Linked DNA regions of Mus musculus: region 2 is linked to region 1. Evidence: chromatin contacts called from public Hi-C data. All regions are on one chromosome and are shown on one strand. The core of a region is the stretch at or near the end of the contact, and the rest is flanking DNA. Distances in the headings are between cores, read along the strand shown.

The links. A called contact is a pair of places that touch in the nucleus more often than the background predicts.
Region 2: a Hi-C map of forebrain shows a contact between it and region 1, with 5 times the contacts expected there. The contact joins two enhancer-like sites. A contact is called at or near these places in 2 of 15 datasets of contacts at CTCF or cohesin (embryonic stem cells and large pre-B cells), 86 of 484 Hi-C or Micro-C datasets (the 63-12 cell line, B cells, the C2C12 cell line and 44 more), 12 of 115 datasets of contacts at active chromatin or transcription factors (astrocytes, bone marrow-derived dendritic cells, double positive thymocytes and 9 more) and 2 of 9 other capture datasets (embryonic stem cells and liver).

The regions. Positions count from the first base shown.
Region 1 is chr15:96,519,920-96,526,782 of GRCm38.p6, forward strand. No RefSeq gene overlaps it. Among named protein-coding and RNA genes, the nearest start is that of Gm32406, 16 kb to the left of the region's middle. Within about 2 kb of position 4,407, at least 65 of the 459 cell types and tissues checked have an H3K27ac peak or open chromatin away from gene starts, as enhancers often do. A contact at or near this core is called in cerebral cortex, forebrain and neural stem cells, where this site is marked.
Region 2 is chr15:96,930,292-96,937,242 of GRCm38.p6, forward strand. No RefSeq gene overlaps it. Among named protein-coding and RNA genes, the nearest start is that of Gm32677, 95 kb to the left of the region's middle. Within about 2 kb of position 3,265, at least 25 of the 459 cell types and tissues checked have an H3K27ac peak or open chromatin away from gene starts, as enhancers often do. A contact at or near this core is called in cerebral cortex, forebrain and neural stem cells, where this site is marked.

The sequences.
Region 1 (6,863 bases), core at 3,157-5,656:
TCTCAAAACTCCATGGATAATCACGCCCTTGCTGTAAAATAGCGATGCAATCTCTTTTTTATATAATTATATATATTTAAAGATTTATTTATTTATTTTATGACAATAGTGACCTACCTGGAGAGTAGATACACTCTATCTGTACAGATGGTTGTGAGCCTTCATGTGGTTGTTGGGAATTGAATTTAGAACCTCTGCTCACTCCTGTTGGCCCTGCTCACTCTGTCCCTGCTCACTCCAGCCCAAAGATTTTATGTATTATTATAAGTAAGTACACTGTAGCTGTCCTCAGACACACCAGAAGATCTCATTATGGGTGGTTGTGAGCCACCATGTGGTTGCTGGAGTTTGAACTCAGGACCTTCGGAAGAGCCGTCAGTGCTCTTACCCACTGAGCCATCTCACCAGCCCTCTTTATTATATTTTGAATCGTTTATAGGCTGTTTGTAATATCTAATACAGCACTATACGGAAGGATGACTACATATTATCTTCAAATAATTCCTATTCAGATATTGGATGGAGCCATCAGCCCGTGAAGAAGAATAGGGTGAGGAGCAGAAAGGAGCCTCTAGAATTCTTTTGAGACAGGGTGATACAATGTGTTTGCCACCATGTCACGGAAAGAGTGGTAACAAGCCGCATATATGAGACTGGGTATCGAAAACGAAGCTGGGGTTTCAGTGTGTGTAATTATAAGGGTGATGAGTCATCCCGAACTGTCCGCCTGAGCCATCTCTTACAGGCAGTCTAAAATCCTCCACTAGCCAAGCACTTCTATTATCCAGAATTCTGACGTGGCTTGAGTTTGGGGTTTTTGTTTGTTTCTTTGCAACAAGGTCTTTCTATGTGGTCCACGTTGGTTTCAAGGTCAAGATGAGCCCCCTGACTCTGCTGCCTAAGGGCTAGAAACGGAGGCTTGCGTCTGATTATCTAGCTTAAATTCATCAGTTAAATTAAGACTGGAGAATGAAGGGATGAGTTAGATACCAAATTTCAGGGGCAGCGTGGAGGCTCCAGAAACGACAAAATCGAGCCGCAAAAAAGGGCGGGTTCTAGGCTACTGTGGCAGCCACATGAGGGCGCTAGAGGACCAGGGGAGAAACCAAAGAGCATACTAGGCTTATACATTCTTCTCCCTTGTTAATTCATCAAATCTGTGAATTAAGTGTCCCATCCTTGGGTGGTTCGAACACATTCAAGGGGACACAGAAGGTGCCAGGGCTGGGAGAGATTGTAGAGCTTCCACTAATCCATCCAGGTCCGTCCCATAACTTCGCTCCTCCTACTGAGGGACCGACTGGCTTTCCACAGTCTTATACTTCACGAAAAGTAGGTCAGTGGACAGATGGGTGTAAATCCTATTTAGTGTATTAGTAGCTAGAAGCCAAACCCATCTCCCTGTGACTGACAGCTAGGGTTTGAGATTAATCATCTTCATATCTGGTCATTACTTCCTCACGTCTCATTAGCTCTTCAACCAGCTTTTACCTACCTTCGCCAAAGCAAAGGAAGACCTTTCAACACTCGGCTGCATTGGCCATAGTGACCTACCTGGAGAGTAGCATATGACTTTAATTCTAGCATTTGAGAGGCAAAGACAGAAAGATCTCTGTGTTCAAGTCCAGCCTGGTCTACAGAATGACTTCCAGGCTGGCCATGATGACATAGTTAGACCCTGTTTTAACACACAAACACAACACACACACAACACACACACAACACATACACACACACACACACCACATACATACATACATACACACACATACACACACACACACACACACACACACACACACACACACACCATTACCACCACCATCAACAACAATAACACCAAGGAAGCAGTATTGAATTTTGGGGAAACCCTGTGGAATATGGTTGAATAGTTCTGGTGTAGAACTTTAAAAGCACAATGGACAGGACGCTGGCTTTTATAGGGTGGTAATACAATTGGATAACTGATTGACTAGGAGGGGAACTAGAGAGATGGCGCAGTATTGAAGAGTGAGCTCTGCTCTTGTAGAGGTCCCAAGTTCAGTTCCAGGTATCTATGTTAGGGGGTTCATGATGGCCTATAACTTCAGCTCCAGGGGATCCAAGCCTCAGAGGGCACCTATGTTCACGAGAACATACATATGCAGAGACACACACAGATTAATTTTTTAAAAGTCTTAAGCTAGGACGGTAGCATCAGAGATGGAGAGACAGAAAGGTATTTATAAAAGATGAATAGATTCTAGAGGGGAATGTATTCACAGGTCTCTGGCATGGGAAACCAGTGATGGGTGACCACTTGCTGGGACACAGGAGCTTGGCAGAGGAAGCAAACTGGAGAAAGAGACAGATGAAGAGAGAGAGAGCCTCCCATTGCCCTAATCTCTGTCATGTTTGTGTCTTCACGGAAGCAGAAGCTTACATACTGGGTGGACATTCTGCTCTGCAGCTTGTGAGGTTGTAAAAGTGTCCAGCATACAGACGGGATGTTAGGCCATGGACAGGTTATGTTGTCCACAGAAGGAACAGAGAGGCAAACAGAAGAGCGCTCAAAGAAACCCTGAGAAAGGCAGGTGGAAGACAGGACGAGAACAAGGCACAAAGGGGCGGGAGAAAGAGACGACCTCATGGCCAACATCCCCAGACCTGATCCCCATGGTCGACGCCACCCAGACTCACTGGATTAACTGGGGACCCTTAAAAGATCACTACTGTTCCATTTCTCTCGAAGCTCTTCTTCTCCTATCAGCTGATGTGACCAACACCCATACAGCAGACAACTGTCGGGTCTGGGTTCAGACACGATGCACCTAACCCTCAAGAGCCTGGAGGCCCCAGGGAGTTTAGAGGTCTTGTGGGGTGGAGGAAGGGGAGTAGGGACATCCACGTGGAGACAGGGGGCCAGGGAGGAGGTATGGGATGTGGAACAGTCAGAGGGTGGACTGGGAGGGGAATAAAATCTGGAGTGTAAATAAATAAATAAATAAATAAATAAATAAATAAATAAATAAATGATTTTTTAAAAAAACGTTCTTCCTCTCCTCGCCCCTGCCACACCACCTGCCCCAGGTGTCCCTTATCCTCACCCCTGCCCTCACCACCTGCCCCGAGGGTCCCTTATCCTCATCCCTGCCACACCACCTGCCCTGAGTATCCCAGAGTAAGGGCCGCTCTCTCTCTGAGCTCCCAACATGTCCGCTCCCTTACATTCTGGTTTCTCACCTCAGCACAACATGGGCATCGTATTGGCACGTTTGTTTGGGCGCTACTTGTCTAAAGGCTGTTTCTCCGCTAGCCTGTAAGCCCCAAGGGAAAGGGCAGAGCTGTGTTATTTAGTTCACATGTGTATGCTCACGGCCTTGCATGTAGGACACCATCAATGCCTGTTGAACAAATGCTTAGGGGGGAAAAAAGGCTTTCCTTTCTTGAGGCGGGGGTCTCTGCTTAGGCTAGTCTTCCCGTTCTAGCCTCCCACGTGCTGGGAGTACGGGTTCTGACCACATCTGGTGAAAAATAGGGTCCGTTTAAGTTTGAACTATGAAGACTGTAGGGGTTATTTTAAAAGGAATTTTAAATTTGGTATGTTTTAGGACTCTTTTCTTTAGGGAAGGAAAAATAACTATCACTGACACTCTGATGAGTATATTTATAACTTCAGGAGGTCGGGTGTCGCAAAAGAGTTGATATATACCACTTATACCAAGTGTGCTGGCACACGCCTTTGATTGAAGTATGCCCGAGGCAGAGACAGGCAAGCTCTGTGAGTTCAAGGCCTGCTGGGGCTACAAAGTGATACAGAAGAGTGGGTGATACAAAGCAGCACCCACTTGTGTCATTGATCTCTCTGGAGGTAAATGACGTCAGTGAGCCCTGGAGGCTCTGCGCATCATGCAGTGGTCCCATCAGTGACGGCAGAAGTAGAAGCTGCATTTAGCATTTACTGCTGCTACATGTTGCATTTAGCATTTACTATGCTGCTACATGTTGCATTTAGCATTTACTGTGCTGCTACATGTTGCATTTAGCATTTACTATGCTGCTACATGTTGCATTTAGCATTTACTATGCTGCTACATGTTGCATTTAGCATTTACTATGCTGCTACATGTTGGGTGATTCTCCTGCCTCCTCTGCTTGTTCTTCTGGTTAAAAAGGTAGATTTATTATTATTATTATTATTATTATTATTATTGGGGGGAAGAGGAGGGGGAGATGGAAGAGGAGGGAGTGGAGGAGGAGGGGGAGGAGGAGGAAGAGGAGGGAGTGGAGGAGGAGGGGGAGGAGGAGGCTGTTGTCATTACCTCAACCTGACTGGCACAGAGGGACCAGTATAGATCCCCAGCTGACTTCTTGCAGTGTTCTGATTAGTTCTGGCCCTAAAGCTGCTTTTTCTTCCGCGACTCATCCCACGTATGCTCGCTTAGTCACATGGGTACAAGACATTGTTTAGGGAGACATTCCAACACAGCCCAGCTTTCAATAGCCTGTCAATCAAGTTGCCCTTGCTGGAAGCATTCCTTAGATAAGGACCTCTCTCCTCTATGCCTTTGTTAGCATGTTTGCCTGGAGATCTGCCATCCCCGGCTTTCAAGGAGGTTTGAGTAGGCTCTTTCCCCTTCTTTCTTCCCAGACTTTCCTCAGCAAGAGGTGGGTGTTGGGTGACAGGCCTGCTGCGGCCTTCTCATCTGCAGGGTAGCACAGATGGCAAACATCAGGGTGGGGACTCATGCCCAGCTCTGCCTTACTTGCAAGGCCGCTCTTCCCGGCACGCTACCCTCCACCCCCTCTCTGACTTAGAGCAGAGCAGTAGCTGTCTTTCTATGTTCTGCTTGTTGTTCGTTTGGTTGGTTTGGTTTTTCAACACAGGGTTTCTCCGTGTAGCCCAGGCTGTCCTGGAACTCACTCTGTAGACCAGGCTGGTCTCAAACTCAAGAGATCCACCTGCCTCTGCATCCCGAGTGCTGGGATTAATGGTGCACCCCACCACCGCCCTGCTGCATCTCTGATTTTAATTGGTGTTGTTAGCATTATCTGTCTGGCTGCTGGGCACAGTCCTTGGGCAGTTTTGCTGCTGTATCAGCCCGAAGGTCTGCAGTTTTAAGAACCTGAGACAGTGAGAAGAAAGCTCGTAGGAAAGGAAGGCACGGTTTGAACTGCAAGGTGGTACGGGTGAGACTTCAGCAGACGGCCGAGTTGGTGCTGAATGCACTCGATAATTTCAATAGAGATAACACGGTAGCCTCTTAATGCGTGTTGCAGAATTGGAATGTAGTCACCAAAATTCAAGTGTTCGAAACTTCCCCAGTGCAGCAGAGGTGAGAAACGAGCCAAACAGGAAGTGTTTGTTTCACTGAGTGTTGTAGAGAAAGGATCTCTTGTAAGCATCACCTGTCAATAAAAAAAAAAAAAAGAAAAACACAAAAAGACCAACAAACAAACAAACAAACAAACAAACAAATAGGAGGTGGGGCACTGGCAGGAAGAGAGAGGATTCTGGGAAATAGTGAGTGTATAAAAGAGAGAGTCAAGAGACCATGGAGACAGACCACAGAGAGGGGTCTAAACCAGCAGATTAGATGAACTCAGGGAGACACGTGAAGAAAGAAGGGGGCTGGGACTGAAAGAGAGGTAACTAACCAACTGGTAGACATAGAATAGTTTAAATGGTTAACTAAGTCACAAGCTACTCAGAGAATGAGTCAAAACTTACGGCCTAGGAATTTAATAATAACTAATTAGTCGTGGAGTCTTCTTTCCAGGAGCTAGGAAAGGAAAAATGGATTTTATTATTATTTTTTGCGTGGTGTCCACCTAATTAATATTAAGAAGACTTGGATTTTATTAAAATTTTACAGGGTGTCTCCCTATTAATAGTAAAAAGGGCTTTTTGTTATTTGTTTATATAGTACTAGAGGTCAAACCCTGGGGCCACTGAGCTATGACCCAGGCTCCTCTACCCTAATAAAGGACAATTGTCGCTATAAAAGGGTGAGCGGTATGTTTTCTTGTTTGTGGTTTTGTCTTCTCTTACCCCGTCTGCCTTCCGCCATGGGGAGAGGCCATGAGAAAGTTCTTACCTGATACTGCCGGCTCCAGTCTTGGTCTCCCCTGTCTTCACAATGAAGAAAAAAATAAATGTATATTTTTTTAATGGATTCTCAGCCTCTGTTAACTCTTTACAACAGAACAAAACAGACAAAAGCACACGTTGATATTTAGACTTATTTTTCAGGAACCATTGTTAGCAGCGAGGTGTACCCTGTGAGAAATAGCTACGTGCTCCTTGTTCGCCCTGAACTGTGGGTCTTCCCCGAGGACGGTTGGCAACCAGCCGAGGAAGACACATTCCCAGGGCAGAAGTAAGCAAATGCTATAGATGAGAGCGTGCTCTCTTCTCAGAAAGCTGGCTGCGGGGCGTTTGCCAATCTGCCAATATTGATGGGGAGATCTATGACACTTTCTGCTTCCTGTACGCAGAGATCACGTGCCTGCCACACGAGAGGATCTGGTAAAGAACCAACACATCAAACCGGAACAGACCGGATTCCTGTAAGGAGCAATAAATAATGTTCCTTCCCCCCACCCCACCCCCACCCCTGAACTGGAAGATAGAAAATCAATATCTCAACTTAATTACTAATAAACTCAATCAGAAGTTGCAACATGGAACCGGGCTAAATGGGTTCCCTCATTCCTTGCTGCTGAGAGGAATAAGCTCATGTGATCACTGGCTGCACTGGACCATGACAGGTTCTGGGTCTCTTTCACACATGTCTTTTCTTGCATGTTGGAGTAGAGAACGTGTTTGTCCTGACACACTCACCGCCAAGCCGTTCTGAGTGACAGGGGTTTTGAAACAGACC
Region 2 (6,951 bases), core at 2,015-4,514, 410 kb after region 1:
GCATGGGGGTGTCCAGTGAACCCTCAAACTCTCAGCATTGGGGGTATCACTGTCTACCTTGGATGGATGTGACTGTCTTCCCTAAGTTTTGCTAGTTTGTTTTATTCTGCTGTTGATAGGCTCCTGGTCTATAGTGTGTGCTCATGCATACGCTTGCAGATTTCAGCTGGGGGAAAGGCCAGAAAGAGTTGGTTTGGAGGGGTGTCTTCAACTAAATATGATTTTTAATGTTTAACAGTCATATGCCTTTAGTTTAGACGTTTTCATAAGCCACCTTGAAAACAAATCAAAATAAGACCTGGTAAAATATAAAAAGGCCATTGAAATGTCACAGAATGGTTGCTTAACCGTGTGTTATGTAATATCTGAGGGTTAGGGCAGGAAAGGGATCTTACTCAGAAGTTTCTAGTAATTTGAAGACATTCAAAACACTGATGTTCTCAGGCGCCGCTGTGTTTGAGGAGTTTGCGCCTAACAGTCCAGACAGTGGACCTGAGCTCAGGGTGGGTCTCTGGCTCTGCCTGACTCACCTCTGCCCCACTCTTTCCCCAGTTCCTCCCTTGAATGGGCGCCCCTGATTGGCTGCTTTCTCTGCCACCCCTTGGAGCACTGCAGTGTTTAGTGGGTCCCATCTGTTAATTGAAGGAATTTAAGATGACAGAAAATCAGGTGATCTGATTTCTAAAATATTGATTTTCACAAGATATTTCTTTACAAGGAGCTAGTTCCTGGATGCTTGCTTGCTTTTCTTCTCTTTTCTTTTCTTTTCTTTTCTTTTCTTTTCTTTTCTTTTCTTCTCTTCTCTTCTCTTCTCTTCTCTTCTCTTCTCTTCCCTTCCCTTCCCTTCCCTTCCCTTCCCCTCCCCTCCCCTCCCCTCCCCTCCCCTCCCCTCCCCTCTCCTTTCCTCTCTCCTTCCTTCCTTCCTTCCTTCCTTCCTTCCTTCCTTCCTTCCTCTCTCTCTCTCTCTCTCTCTCTCTCTCTCTCTCTCTCTCTCTCTCTCTCTCTCTCTCTCCCTTCCTTTTTTCCTTTCTTCCTTTTTTTTTGGCAAATTACTAACTGTAGGACCACTTGCCATAGCTCACAAGGAGAAGGTTCATATAAATCCAGCACTGTACCTGCTTGGGACCCAAGAAGGTAGAATGGATTTCGGTGTAGCCTGCTTATGACCTTTGGCACTTACTATGACCTGTCTAGGCCTCAGTTTCCCCACAGTCTAGATAATCTTTCAAGTTCTTTGTGATTCTGTGAGCAAATTCCCAAGTCAACCTTCCCCAAATCAGTAATGGTATCTGTTTTTGTTTGAGCGAGTATCAGACATTCTCATCTTAGAACATTGGGTCAAATTTGGACATGTGAAAAGCTAAACCGAATTGTGAAGGTTCCCACCTATCAAACACACTTAATTTTGATCCAGTGCTGTTGTTTTATGGGGTAGGTTATTAAGATAATAATATCCTTAGGGTGGGTATTGGCTCTGGACAGACAGATTTGTTTTCCCCTCGGTCAGTTCTTGTGAGGGAAAGCAGACACTGTCATGGGAACCGGGGTACCTTCTCCTCCAGGGAAACTCAGTGCACAGTGAGCCAACACATAATATTGTTCTTGCACTCGGAAGGGGTTCTAGGCAGGATGGAACTAGGTGTTCACACTGCCTTTCCTTAAGTAAACCCTGTGTTAGGAGAGGGGCCACATCTGACTCCGTCTCTCTCAGGAGCGTATGTGGCAATCCATAAAGGAAGGAAGATCCTCAAGGACATGTTCTGTTTTGGTAGAAAGGAACCCTTTTTTGGACCCAAGTGTCATAAAATGCCATTTCTAATATGACTTACCCTCTACACAGCCTTTGTAGACAGGCCTGTGAAGCCATGGCCAGTCAGCTCTGTGTGGTGTCCCATTGTAGAGAGAGGCAAACAGTAGTATAGTTTATTAGTTGTTAACTACACTGGCAGAACATACAGGAAATTGATCAGAACCCTTCTGGGAAGATTCTCCTGTCTTGCCTGACAGTCATTAAAGAGGAGTTTTACAACGGCTCAGCAGCCGGAGTGCTGTGCCTGTCTGGGATTTTCCATCAGCTCGAGTTTAGATTTATCTGCAGACTTCCTTTCTTCTTTGATTCTCTGTGGGACACTCCAGTTAGAGCAGGCTGAACTCAGCCACTCTGGACCAGAAGGCAGCCTCAGATCACACGGCTGCTTACATAGGACGGCTTCTCATCAGACAAAAGGACAAACCGCCCAACTTCAGGTTGGCTTACTTGTTGTTTTTTTGTGTGATGCGCTGAATTTGGTGAGAGGAATTAAATCATTCTTAATGATTAAAGTTTATTAGGCCATGGACACTGAACTCTCAGCGTTCTCTTGGCCAGTCTTGTAGACATCGTTCCTTCAAGACTGAGATGACACCAGCCTGCCAAGGGTTAGTGTAACTGCAGGGAAGAGAGAGCACCCCTCTCTCAGGAGGAAAACACTCAGCAATGGATTTCACTTCCCCACGCCCTCAGTTTATTAGATCTTACGGGAAATTCCACGTGGTATGTCCTTTGTATGAAGTTACTGAATGCAGGCATTTCACATGGAGGAAATGCTATACACCGAGAAGGGACTTCAGAGAGAAACAGTCAAGTGAGAGAGTGTTTCACGACGTTACAAAAGGCTCTTCAGTGAGTCAGGTCCAGCGCTTTTAAAAAGAACGTGTGAAGTGAGGAACATAGGCCTGTTTCTTGAGTAATGACTTCAGGTAAATGGGCAAAACACAGCCAAATACATACTCCCAGTCCTAGGCAGAGCCTGGAGAATCTGCTAATCCACAGGCACGGTGTCCAAGCGCCTGGAGGCACACTTCTGCTCTTCTGGGATGCCAAACTGGATCTTCGCTCTCAGGAAGATTTTGTTTGGTTTTATTTTTATATTTCTTGACCACCTTTGGCTGTCTGACAGGAGGCTCTTTGGATAACACCTCTATTCATGAGAAAAACCATGCTCGATCTTTTCTTTGTTTGTTTATGTTTTGTTTGACCTAGCATTTGCCAGAAAGTCAGGGGTCATATACCGTCTATTGGAGGAGACCAATTTAACTAATAGGGTTTCACTGTGAATTGAGTGTTCTGAGGAAATGTTTGGGAACTGAGATTATAAACAGGAGTTCTGTGTTCAGGGTCCCTGGAGAAATACAAACAGCTCCTGCTCACTGGACACTTTGTGCTTCAGGAGCAGCCAGAGGCAGTAGAAGAGGGAGGGACAGCCACCAACTGTGTCTAAATTGGGCTAGTGTTTACACCAATCCAATTGTGTCGTAGAATTTTTACCACGATCTATGCAAGCTGTTCTCTAGGACAGAGGATGAACTCATCAAATTAACATATCTGTGGGTGGTGGAAGGCAATCCAGAGCTGGCTTTCATATTTCTTTGCCAACCCAGGGGCTTGGTGTGGAAAGGAGGCTGTGAGAGGCTCGCAAGAGCTGGTTCCTAATTGGAGAACCCTTTCCCCTGAGCTGGTGGCCCTTGAGGACTTTTAAAAACTGTTGTTATTAGGACCTTCTATTTTGAATGAGCAGGCTAACCAAGCCAGACTGGCAGTGTCTCTTGTTCATGTAAGAAAATGCATGGGTTAGAAAAGTTGGAACACAGTTTTTTCATGAAGAGGCTTTGTTTTCTACATTTCTGTTACTTATATGTGTGCACATTCTATCCATTAATCTATCTATCTACTAATATATCTATTTATCTGTCACTCAACTATCTATCATCTATCAATCATCTATCTATATCTATCTATCCTCTATCTATCTTCTATCTAACCTCTATCTACATATCATCTATTTATCTATTTATCTATCATCTATCTATCTATCTATCAGCTGTTATCATCTACTGTGTCTCACACCTAAAGAGATCAAGGCATTTTTTTTTTTTTAGAGAGAAAGCACCCTACCTTTTATCTGTGTGTCCAAGAAGTGAGGATAAGAAGTCATTTCCTTGGCCTCTTGTCTTCATAAACCCTTTCCTTCATTCTTTCCTCTTTACTTCCCTAGTTACTCTTAATATGAATAAGAAATATTCAAATGCTCTCACTAAATCCATCTCCTCCCAGAGGGACTTCCCAGGAAGCACACACCATTGGTGGCTTCCTACACACCTGTGCCTGTGTGCATTCTGCACACCTGTACCTGTGTGGCTTCCTGCACACCTGTGTCTGTGTGGCTTCCTGCACACCTGTACCTGTGTGGCTTCCTGCACACCTGTGCCTCTGTGGCTTCCTGCACACCTGTGCCTCTGTAGCTTCCTGCACACCTGTGCCTCCGTGGCTTCCTGTGCCTCTGTGTCTGTGTGGCTTCCTGCACACCTGTGTCTGTGTGGCTTCCTGCACACCTGTGCCTCTGTGGCTTCCTGCACACCTGTGCCTCTGTGGCTTCCTGCACACCTGTGCCTCCGTGGCTTCCTGTGCCTCTGTGTCTGTGTGGCTTCCTGCACACCTGTGTCTGTGTGGCTTCCTGCACACCTGTGCCTCTGTGGCTTCCTGCACACCTGTGCCTCTGTGGCTTCCTGCACACCTGTGTCCGTGTGGCTTCTTGCACACCTGTGCCTCTGTGGCTTCCTGCACACCTGTGCCTCTGTGGCTTCCTGCACACCTGTGCCTCTGTGGCTTCCTGCACACCTGTGCCTGTGTGGCTTCTTGCACACCTGTGCCTCTGTGGCTTCCTGCACACCTGTGCCTCTGTGGCTTCCTGCACACCTGTGTCTGTGAGGCTTCCTGCACACCTGTGCCTCTGTGGCTTCCTGCACACCTGTGCCTGTGTGGCTTCCTGCACACCTGTGCCTGTGTGGCTTCCTGCACACCTGTGTCTGTGAGGCTTCCTGCACACCTGTGCCTGTGTGGCTTCCTGCACACCTGTGCCTCTGTGGCTTCCTGCACACCTGTGCCTGTGTGGCTTCCTGCACACCTGTGCCTGTGTGGCTTCCTGCACACCTGTGCCCGTGTGGCTTCCTGCACACCTGTGCCTCTGTGGCTTCCTGCACACCTGTGTCCGTGTGGCTTCCTGCACACCTGTGCCTGTGTGGCTTCCTGCACACCTGTGCCTCTGTGGCTTCCTGCACACCTGTGCCTGTGTGGCTTCCTGCACACCTGTGCCTCTGTGGCTTCCTGCACACCTGTGCCTCTGTGGCTTCCTGCACACCTGTGCCTCTGTGGCTTCCTGCACACCTGTGTCTGTGTGGCTTCCTGCACACCTGTACCTGTGTGGCTTCTTGCACACCTGTACCTGTGTGGCTTCCTGCACACCTGTGCCTGTGTGGCTTCCTGCACACCTGACACAGGGCACTGTTTCTCCACTGCTGAGTTGTACTCTCTATGCTTGCCTCAGACATGCAGAGGGAAAGTTTCATTTTCATGAGGGTATGTTGACTGAATAATCACATGACAATTTTCAGTGTACTGAAACAGATCATAGCCATTGCTTAGAAAAGGACATTGTGTGTATATGTGTGGTATATGTGTATCTGTGTGTATATATGCGCATGTGGTGTGGGAATTGGCATGTATGTGTGCAGATCTTCCTGGGACTGGATTTATAAGTAGCTGTAAGCTGGAAACTAGACCCAGGTCAGTCCTGAAAGCAGTACCCATTACCAACCACAAAACCCTCTCTCCAGCCTGGGAAAGCCCTTTGAAATATAACTTCCAGAGATGTCACTTCTCATAGAAAAGAGCTTAGAGATAGGTGTGTGTGAGAGAGAGAGAGAGAGATGGGGGGTGAGAAGGAGGGAGGGATGGAGAGAGACAGAAAGAGGACGAACTGAACTATCTGATCAGAGGCAGATAAACTAGCTCTGGGAACCAGGACACTTCTGCTTGTGTACACAAGGTTGTACAGTAAGGTTGAACAGGTTCATGATAAAGAAGCCCCCCCCCCACCCCCAAGCAAAATGTTAAGACAGTAGACGTCTCGGCAGTTTCTAAACACAGGGTCGGACAAGTGATCCCGAACTTGGTTGATGTTGGTGTCTGTCTTAAATATTATTAGTGAACCAATTTTGTGTTCAGAATGCCTTGGTTTGCATAATAAGTGACGAAGACCCACTAATCAAGACCAGCCTCTGGGGATGCAACCTTTATTGACTTAAATGTTTTGTAACAGGCTCTTAGATTTGCTGTGCAAGACTTTTGTAATCTGAAACAGAGGGCTGCTTCTGTGTTGTGTTAAGGAAAAATACAGGAGTGACCTCACTAGGGCCCCTGAGAGAGCTCATCTTTCTACCAGCAGGGTCAGGAAAGGGAGAGGTGAAAAGCCTTCACCTGGCAGACAACACCCAGAAACAGCTTACAGCTTTCTATAGAGGAACGCAGCTTACGTTTCCGTGTCAGGAAAGTGGACACACGGAGTATCTCGTATCCGACCAAGCCCAGAATGTGACATCACTTGGAGATGCAGAGGAAGACCGTTACCTTCCTGTGGCTGCTCAGACGATGCCGAGACGCCCGCCCCACCCGTATTGTGAGAGCCGGTCTCCTCCCCAGGCCTGTACTGCTTGGTGACCCTTTGAGGGTGCGCTTCCCACAGCCGCTCCCGCAGAGCAGAGAAAGCAGCTGGACAGCAAAGGCAGTGCCACTCTTCGTCCAGCAGGGGGAAGCCTCCAGCTCCCTTGCTGCTGTATTCCTCTCCGGTCTGTGCTAGTTCAGTGCCCCCTAGTGGCAACTCATCTTATTAAACATCGAGTTGGTTACAGGAAATAGATTAAGCTGTTTTGTAAGTATTTTATAACATAGACAAATTCTGACATGACAGGCATTAGGTTCTCTGAACATCCTTCCGTGTCAGCGAGCAATCACACGATCGTGTAGGCCAGAAAGCTGAAGTTCCTGGAGCCTTGCTGTAGCCAAAGTGTGGGCTGGAGAGATGGCTCAGTGGTTAAGAACATTGACTGCTCTTCAGAGGTCCTGAGTTCAATTCC